3 separate regions of the Zea mays genome follow, and regions 1 and 2 are each linked to region 3. A link is a contact called in public Hi-C data. All regions are on one chromosome and are shown on one strand. Each heading gives the region's core, a stretch centred on a gene start, on an enhancer-like site or on the middle of the called end of the contact. The rest is flanking DNA. Distances are from core to core; before and after follow the strand shown.

Region 1 (2,745 bases), core at 205-2,704, 380 kb after region 3:
TCTCTTAGAAAATTGAAAATCCCACGAAAAATGGGGTTGCCAAACTAGCCTTAAACGAAAAAAAACAGGTAGGTAGGAGTCCATGGCAGTTGCCAAAAGTCCAAGGCTAGCACACTGTGCACTGTACTGTACACGGCTCTCTTTTGCAATTTGATATACAGACAAGCAAGCACTTCAGCCGTCTTGCTATTCTTCACACGCCAAGCAATCGCAGCCGAGGATAAAGAGCGAATCGACGATGCCTTTTTTTTTTTCTTCTTCTCAGAGATGGTGCACTCCCTTGAAGCATCCTTCCTCCCATCCCGTCCAAGATCACAAACGAAAGTAGTACGTGCACAGGCGCTGATCAGCATCCGCATCCTCCGGCGACCAACGTTTTTAGATTGGATCGAAGCTCCTTTGCGATTCACCCACCCAAGATCGAAACGTTCTCAAATCGGAGAAACCACGTGCAAACCCGCGACGCGATCGGCAGCGGTTGTTGGGTCCGCGACAGCGAAGCTTCAAATCCCTCGCCACTCGTTGCAAGACACCAAATCATTCGAACGCCCAAGACAATAACATTTCGTGCTGGCGTGACGGCACTATAACAGCGACCCGTTCGCTAGCCGGATTCAAAACCGGGGAGAAGAGGAATCCATCCTCAGCTCCCATCATTCCAGACCTTGCGCAAAGCTAAACTCCCCCTGTCGTCTGATTACAGATCCGTTTCTCCTTCCCGCACAATTCTAATTCGATCGATCCCCGGCCATCCGCGCCGGCCAGATTTATGCAGCCATGCAGAACGGCGGGTTCCGGAACAGTTTGACTACTGACGCTGCCGCTGCCGCTGCGCTGAGGGACCGGTTTCGGGATCCGCAATGGCGAGCCTGTCGGACTCGGCGGGCGCGGGCAGCGGCGGCCGCGCCGGCGCGGAGCTGATGGTGCCGCAGTTCCTACTCAAGGTGCTGCACGCCATCCTCGCCGCGCGGTCGCCGCGCCCGCACGCGCCCCCGCCCCCGCCCCCGGCAGCGTCGGCGTTCCGGAGGCGGGACCGGTGGTTCCACCTGCCGCTCCACCTGCCGCCCGCGGCGGAGCACCTGCCGGAGCCGTCTCCCGCCGAGCCGCTCGTGGTGGACGTGTACCTGGCCCCATCGGGCGGCGGACCAGAGGAGGTGCTCGAGAGGTGGACCGTGGCGTGCGAGCCCTGGCCCTCGCCCGCCGCCGCGGGGGAGGGGCTGGCGGTCAACCGCGCGTACAAGCGCTGCATCACGCTGCTCAGGTCACTCTACGCCATGCTCCGCTTCCTGCCCGCGTACCGCGCCTTTCGCGCGCTCTGCGCGTCTGGCCAGGTGTACAACTACGAGATGGGCCACCGCGTCGGCTCCTTCTCGACGCCCTTCTCCCGCGCCGAGGAGGCGACCATGCGCACCGAACGCCTCGCCCCCGTCGAGACCCAGCTCGGCCGCCTCGTCGTCTCCGTCCAGTACCTCCCCAGCCTCGCCGCCTTCAGTTTCAACGCCACTTCCCTCGCGTCCGCCGCGATCATCACGGATTACGTCGGCAGCCCGGCGGCGGAGCCTATGCGTGCCTTCCCAGCTTCGCTCACGGAGGCCGCCGGCTCGCCCTCTCCGCAGCCCTCGCGGCGCCCCAACAGCTGGGCGTCGCCAGCGCCCTGGCCGCACACGATGAGGCAACCGGCCAAATTCTCGCCTCCGCCGGCCCATTACGCGTCGCCCACGCCCTCGCCGCCGATGTTTGGCTATCTGCACTCGCGGTTTAGCGGCGAGACTGCACCAATGAGCATACCGCAGGCGGGAGGTGGCAGGGGCCCTATGCACCAGCACCATCAGAACCTGTCGGAACCCAGTAGGGCCTTCATGTTTCCTCCACCTTCGCCAAAATATCTGCGAGGGGAGGCAGGGAGGCAGGAGTCACCTACAGAGACTAATCGATCGTTCAAGAGGGCAGATGGCATCCGCATGGGAGATCTCTATGCAAACTTGCCGTCTGGTTATAAGGTGATTTTACTGCATTTCGTCCATATTAAAACTAGGTGATGATGTCTGTGTGCTCAGATGAAAACACAGGGTTATGCAGAAGTATCATATCTGAACTACTTCGTACTACTTAGTAAGACCTTCTATCAGTTTATATGATAGTGCATTGAGTAGCGAAGGACGACTGTTTTTTTATCCTCATCATAAAGGCTCGTGGATAAAAAATATCGTGTGTTAAACTACCTGGCATACTGTTCATTCTGTTATCTCTTTCAGCTTCTTTGGGAATTGTGAACCTTAAGATTTAGTTAGTGTGTTCAGCCATTGGAGCTTCAATTTAATGGCAGGCATTTTTTGTTGGAAGCTATTTTTTCAGTATTTTTCTTTACCTGGAAAGGTTGACAGGGGTTTCTGATTCATTTAGATGAAGATAAGGATTCAATAGTCACTGCTACTTTTAGAAATTAAAGAAACACAAGCCCACTGAGGGCTTGGTCTGTAGGGTGGATTGATGGGGAATTGGAGGGGATATCCCCTCCTATTCAATTTTGTGTAGGAAGGGATTTAATCCCTCTCAATCCCCACCAATCCCCCTCAAACCGAACAGGTCCTGAAACGACAGACAAACAGTTGAGGCTGACTACTGTTGCCAAAACTGCATTATGCCAAAGATAGTCGGCGCTAAACTTGTAGCAGCATTTAGGTGTCTAACAACTGAACTATAACAGCATAAGCCTTTGTTGTCTTATCTTCTTGGAATTGGTTT
Region 2 (2,770 bases), core at 65-2,564, 360 kb after region 3:
TCCTTAGTCCACCTATATAAAGGAGGTCGGTTTGAGCTTATTTTACTCCATCGCTCTCTCTCCTGCTTTCTTGCACAATGGCAGGTTGGACCTTTGATTTTCAAACACTCATCGATCTTTTGCAGCCTGACGGCTCTCCAGTCCCAACTCAAGAGAATTTGGACATGGCTTATTCGTTGCATCGACGCACAGAGAACACTTAATCACCCAGTACATGGTCACTATTTTTTCTGACATATTCATACCATTATTCTGAGTTTTCATACCTTCTACGACAGTCATACAGGTGTATCGTGCGCGTATATATACATGATTCACTTATTATCTAAAACGGTTACTACGGGGTGTTCGAATACATTAGAGCTAATAGTTAATTGGCTAAAAATTGTTAGTGGAATTATCTAGCTAACAAATAACTACTAACTAATTTAACAAAAAATAGCTAATAACTAAACTATTAGCTTGAATATTTTGATGTCTCAACTAATTTTAGGCCCCGTTTCAATCTCACGGGATAAACTTTAGCTTCCTGCTAAATTTTAGCCATATGAATAGAAGTGCTAAAGTTTAGCTTATTGGGGTGTTTGGACTACTCTAATAAAGTTTAGCATATTGGAACAAATAGACACTCATGTCCCTAATGCGGAGAGAAAGAATGAGATTAGAGGGTATGGATAGAAAATAGGGTTCGATGGCCCACGTTTAGCTACTTTTAGTACTCTCTGAGCAGCTTATGAGATAAGGAGTGCTAAATTTTATCAGACCACCATTAGCTCTCCTGTTTAGATCGCCAAATGGCTAAAAACAGCTAAAAAGTTGCTAAAGTTTATCTGTTGAGATTGAAACAGGTCCTTAGTCACTAACTGTTAGCTTTATTGTATTCAAACACCCTTATTCAAACACCCCCTACGTCCTACTACTTCTCTCTCTTCTACTTGGCCTACTTGCTTTTATAGAAGTTGGAGAGCTATGGGGTTTGGCCCATAGGACCTTCTCGGTGCAGGACTGCAGGCCGAAACATTGACCAGAGTTATCTAATGCCAGTGTGCTATGCTAGGTTTACGGAAGTGATGAAACAGTAGGATTGTATAGAGAATGATCCTAGTGGTAGGATTTTGTTGCTGTTACACAACGTTCCAAGTCAGTTTTAATTTGTGAGCCTGCGCGCCCAAGTGATTGCCAATTTGTCATCGCCGATTCGGCGCTGCTGCCTCAGACGACACTTGGATTTTGGAGGTAAAATGGCACGCCGCGGTGTTCTGATTTCTGAAAGCAATGCTGCTTTCCTCACCGGCACAGCCACGGCGGCAATGCTTTACTTTACACGTGCCGTGCATGTAGTAGCATGGCTGCCATGCTCTCATTGAACAGTGCTCCTACACTTGTAGGGCAGGGCAGCTGAAGAAAGATAAAAACACCCAAAGGATCAACTCTCCAAGCCGAGACAACGGCAGCCGCTCGCGATCGCTGTCGCGGGCGTCATTTGCCCTCTGCCTCCACACAACCAGAGCGCTCCAGGCAGCCATGGCGCGCCGGACCAACCACACCTCCACGGCAGCGGCGGCGACAACAACAATGGTCGCCTCCTCGCCGTCTCCCCCGCGGCCGCCGCCTCCCGCCAGCGCGGGAGCGTGGGGGCCCTACGCCAGCTCCCGCGCCTTCTTCTCCAACGTAGCCACCATCCTCATCATCCTGGCATGCGTCTCCCTGCTCGCCTTCACCCTCCACGCCGCCGCGCGCTTCCTCCTCCGCTGCCTCGCGCGCCGCCGCGCCGCGCGGGAGGAGGCGCAGGCGCCGGGGCAGCAGCCCAAGCTCCCCTCCGGCGCCGCCGCCGCCAGCGCCGCCGCCGGCTCGGAGCGCGCCGGCGCCACCGGTGCGGGCGTGTGGGCGGAGGCGGAGTGCGCCATCTGCCTGTCCGAGCTGCTGGAAGGCGGCGAGCGCGTCCGCGTGCTCCCGGCGTGCGGCCACGGGTTCCACGGCGCCTGCGTGGAGGGCTGGCTCGCGGCGCGAGCGTCCTGCCCCACCTGCCGCGCGCCGTCGCGGGCGGGAGAGCCGTAGCCACGCCGAGCCATGGCTGCTGCCGACTGCCGTGCCGTGCCACAGGCTCTGGAGCAAGCTCTGCTCCGATCCGTCCTCCATGATTCCCAGTTGGAGGGGCTTGTTTCAGTTATTATTATGGGCGTAGTATGTATAAAAAATGCAAATTGGATGGTGGCGGCCTGGCGGGCGGGCTAGTAGTAGTTCGCATGGATTACAACATGTTCGGCTCGATCGTTTCTCTTCCACTATCATGATTCATGCAAAAGTCTGCATTTCATCATCTAGTGAAATCCTTGGTCACGTAGGAATTGACTGCATGCACGCCGATTAGACTGCTGCTCATTGCAGTGCTCAAACATTGCACTGCATGCCATGCCGCAGCCGCTGCGGATTCCCTGGGGACAGGAGCGTGACGACAAAAGCATGGAAAGATGACAAAAGCAGAGAATAGCCTACTATAGTAGTAGTCGTGTCGTGTGCCCGCGTAGAGGTCGCTGCGGCCTGCGGGAATATTAGCGGGCCACCCGCGCCATGCTTTACGACCATCGCGCGGGCTTGGTTTGGTTGGGTCCTCGCGCGGCATGAAGCATCGAGTCCGGCGTGGTGTCGCAGTGGAGTCGGCCACAGAGGCTTGGGCAGGTGGTCCGGCGGCCGGCCTCGGTGCAGCAGCTCGAATCGGGCGCGGCGCTTGTCACTGACGCCAAGCACCACGTCTGCAGCACGCCGGCCT
Region 3 (2,753 bases), core at 238-2,737:
GGAGGTCTCAAGTTTGATTCCTCTTAAGTGCATCTTTTTTTGTGCAATTACTAGGGGCAACAGCGTCCAAATCCCAGACCCACGCGCACTATAACTTCTTTTTGTGCACGCTCGGTCACGCGCAGGATGACTTTCTTTTTTTGTGCAATTACTAGGGGCAACAACGTCCAAATCTCAGACCCACGCGCACTATAACTTCTTTTTGTGCACGCTCGGTCACGCGCAGGATGACTTCTTTTACTGCACCGGAGGGAGTACAGGCCACGGCGGCGGAAGCTGGTGAGCGTTTAGCGCTTCGCTCCATCGCCAATCACATGCGAGTGAGATCAGATCTCATCGCGGGAGCAACTCTCGCCAATACTAGGTGCTGCTGTGTTCATGCTTTCTAGTCTGCTTGATTTGCCTGGTCACACTGACAGGCTGGTCTAGCGTGGAAGCCTCCGACTCTGTTAACGGCACATGGCCAATTTTGCCTAGTCTCACTCGTACCTGTTCAGTTTGGCGAGGCCGCGGATGGCGTGTGACATTATTTGCTCTATTTTATTTGTTTGTTTATTCCGGAGAAAGAATTATAGTACAGTTTCAGGGATGTCGAAATGGGCAATGGCAATGCTGCGTGACTCTCGTGATTTTATTTTAAATCAGTGTATGAACAGGAACAGTTGACGTTGATATGTTGTCACCATACCCCGGTTCTCCGTTTTTTTAAAAAAGAAATGTTTTTCCCCCTTCCGTTAACCTTCAAGTAGTAACCGACCTCCGAGCACTAGTTTCAGTAATTTGATAGCGTTCGCCGTTCAACTCTCTTTTCTTTATATTTATTTTATTTGTTTATTGTACCTATTTGTATTTACGTGGGCAAAAAATGACAAGCGACAGCAAAAAAAATGCGATTGGGCCGACAAAGACGCCCAAATGATGATGGGCCATAATGGAAGGGAAGCTGTAGCCCGCCGAGGACATAAAAATGTCCCATTTGCACAAACCCTATTTGGGTCTGGGCAGGCCTCGGGAACTGAAAAAAATTTTTATTATTTGTAGTTTGTTTGTCAAGATCATCTCAGGAAAAAAAAAATGTCTAGAGAGATTTCTGGTCTCCTAAACAAGTCGACATTTCTAGCCTTCTAAAGAAAAGAAAGCGGTTTCTAGAATTCTAGACCTGTCCAAATTTTGTAACGTTGTCGGCTCAAATATACGCCTACTATACTAACTTTTATATTAAAACTGCTAAACCTGTCCCATGCATTATATTAGTGCCGCTGGTTGTATCTGTCAGCAGTCAGCACCAGCGCCTCTCTACAAAACCCAACAGCACCAACTGTACCCATGTCGCCCCGGTGACGTAGAACCACTCGGCCGTGGGGGACCCCTGCAGGCTAACTGGATTCATTGATGAACGAGCCACGTACGGCTGCCAAGTCCCCAGCCACACACACTGGCACGCCGAGCACTATATAGCACGTGTTCGCGTGCACCGGCGGCAACCACAGCCCAGGCTCGAGACTACAACGTTACAGCACAACACACTGCTGCACGTACATACGCAGATAGAGACCAGCAGCAAGCTCGATCGAGACTCGAGAGGCATGGGGAGTGTACCGGAGGAGAAGGCCAAGCTGGGCTTCGGCGGCCTGGTGGGCGACCTGAGGGAGGTGTACGAGAGCGGCAGGACGCAGGGCCTGGAGTGGCGGCAGTCGCAGCTCAGGGGCCTCGTCAGGCTCCTGGAGGAGAAGGAGGAGGAGATCTTCGACGTGCTCCACGAGGACCTGGGGAAGCACCGCGGCGAGGCCTTCAGAGACGAGGTTGGTTGGTTGGTTTCTCTGCGTTAGTTGTGCGTTAAACGAGCCCTCTGGTGTTATGGTCATTCGCTCGTGTTTAGGTTGGGGTTCTGAAGAAGTCCGTCGTCGACAAGCTGCAAAACCTCAAGAACTGGGCGGCTCCGGAGAAGGCAAGCACTCTCTCTCTCTCTCTCTCGCTCGCTCGCTCTGGCTAGCTAAGACGCAGGAGCTTGTGCCTGCAAGTAGGGAGATGGACATGCATTTCGCCATGGCTTAACACTACTTGCGTCTACAGGCTCACACGCCGCTCGTTGCCTTCCCGGCGACCGCGCTGGTGGTGCCAGAGCCGCTCGGGGTCGTGCTCGTCTTCTCATGCTGGAACCTCCCAATAGGTGAGGCCCGACGACGATCTCTTTGCTTCTACTACTCTTTTCCAACATCGAACAGTGGCCAAGCTAGCCCGCTGCAAATTATTCCTGATGCACAGCACAGCTTAAGAAAACAAATAATTTAGAAATACATACGATGAGAATTTGAGTCTAGCTAGTAGCATTTCTCGATTTTATCCTACTGTGCACCGGCCGGCACCTGATAGCGAACCTATCTATACTCTCTCTGGAAACTGGGAGAGAGACGACGCTGATGGTCTGACTCAGAACAGTAAACCGCAATTAATCTAGCTAGCTAGAAGAAAAATACCTGCATAATATGTACTAGTATGTTTCTCCTATTTAAGTGTCATTTAGTATCGATGACTGAGACGTTTCAATGTCTGCTCAAAATGATATAGCAGTCAGAGATCATACGAATTTTAATTATGCACGTTCATAGGTATATGTTTTACGTGGTACGACTGATGGTTACTACTCCATTAACAATTTAGATGTGTGTTTTAAACATCTCTTTCCAAAATGCAAATGAAGAGACGTTTATATTGATTCTATTGCTGACAACCCATTAATTGCTACTAGTTGC

Evidence for each region. A called contact is a pair of places that touch in the nucleus more often than the background predicts.
Region 1: a Hi-C map of tassel shows a contact between it and region 3, with 2.4 times the contacts expected there. The contact joins the promoter of LOC100273282 here to the promoter of LOC100280692 in region 3. A contact is called at or near these places in 2 of 25 Hi-C or Micro-C datasets (ear and tassel).
Region 2: a contact with region 3 is called in a Hi-C map of tassel, with 4 times the contacts expected there. The contact joins the promoter of LOC103627480 here to the promoter of LOC100280692 in region 3. A contact is called at or near these places in 2 of 25 Hi-C or Micro-C datasets (ear and tassel).

The regions. Positions count from the first base shown.
Region 1 is chr5:193,978,310-193,981,054 of Zm-B73-REFERENCE-NAM-5.0, reverse strand. It overlaps LOC100273282, which reads left to right and starts at 1,454. Exons shown (of 3, transcript NM_001147723.1): 1 at 1,454-2,000. The coding sequence starts at 1,563.
Region 2 is chr5:194,001,912-194,004,681 of Zm-B73-REFERENCE-NAM-5.0, reverse strand. LOC103627480 (RING-H2 finger protein ATL79) reads left to right here and starts at 1,314. Exons shown (of 1, transcript XM_020537769.3): 1 at 1,314-2,330. The coding sequence starts at 1,525. The coding sequence ends at 2,058.
Region 3 is chr5:194,362,642-194,365,394 of Zm-B73-REFERENCE-NAM-5.0, reverse strand. It overlaps LOC100280692, which reads left to right and starts at 1,487. Exons shown (of 10, transcript NM_001153611.1): 1 at 1,487-1,802; 2 at 1,880-1,948; 3 at 2,074-2,170. The coding sequence starts at 1,587.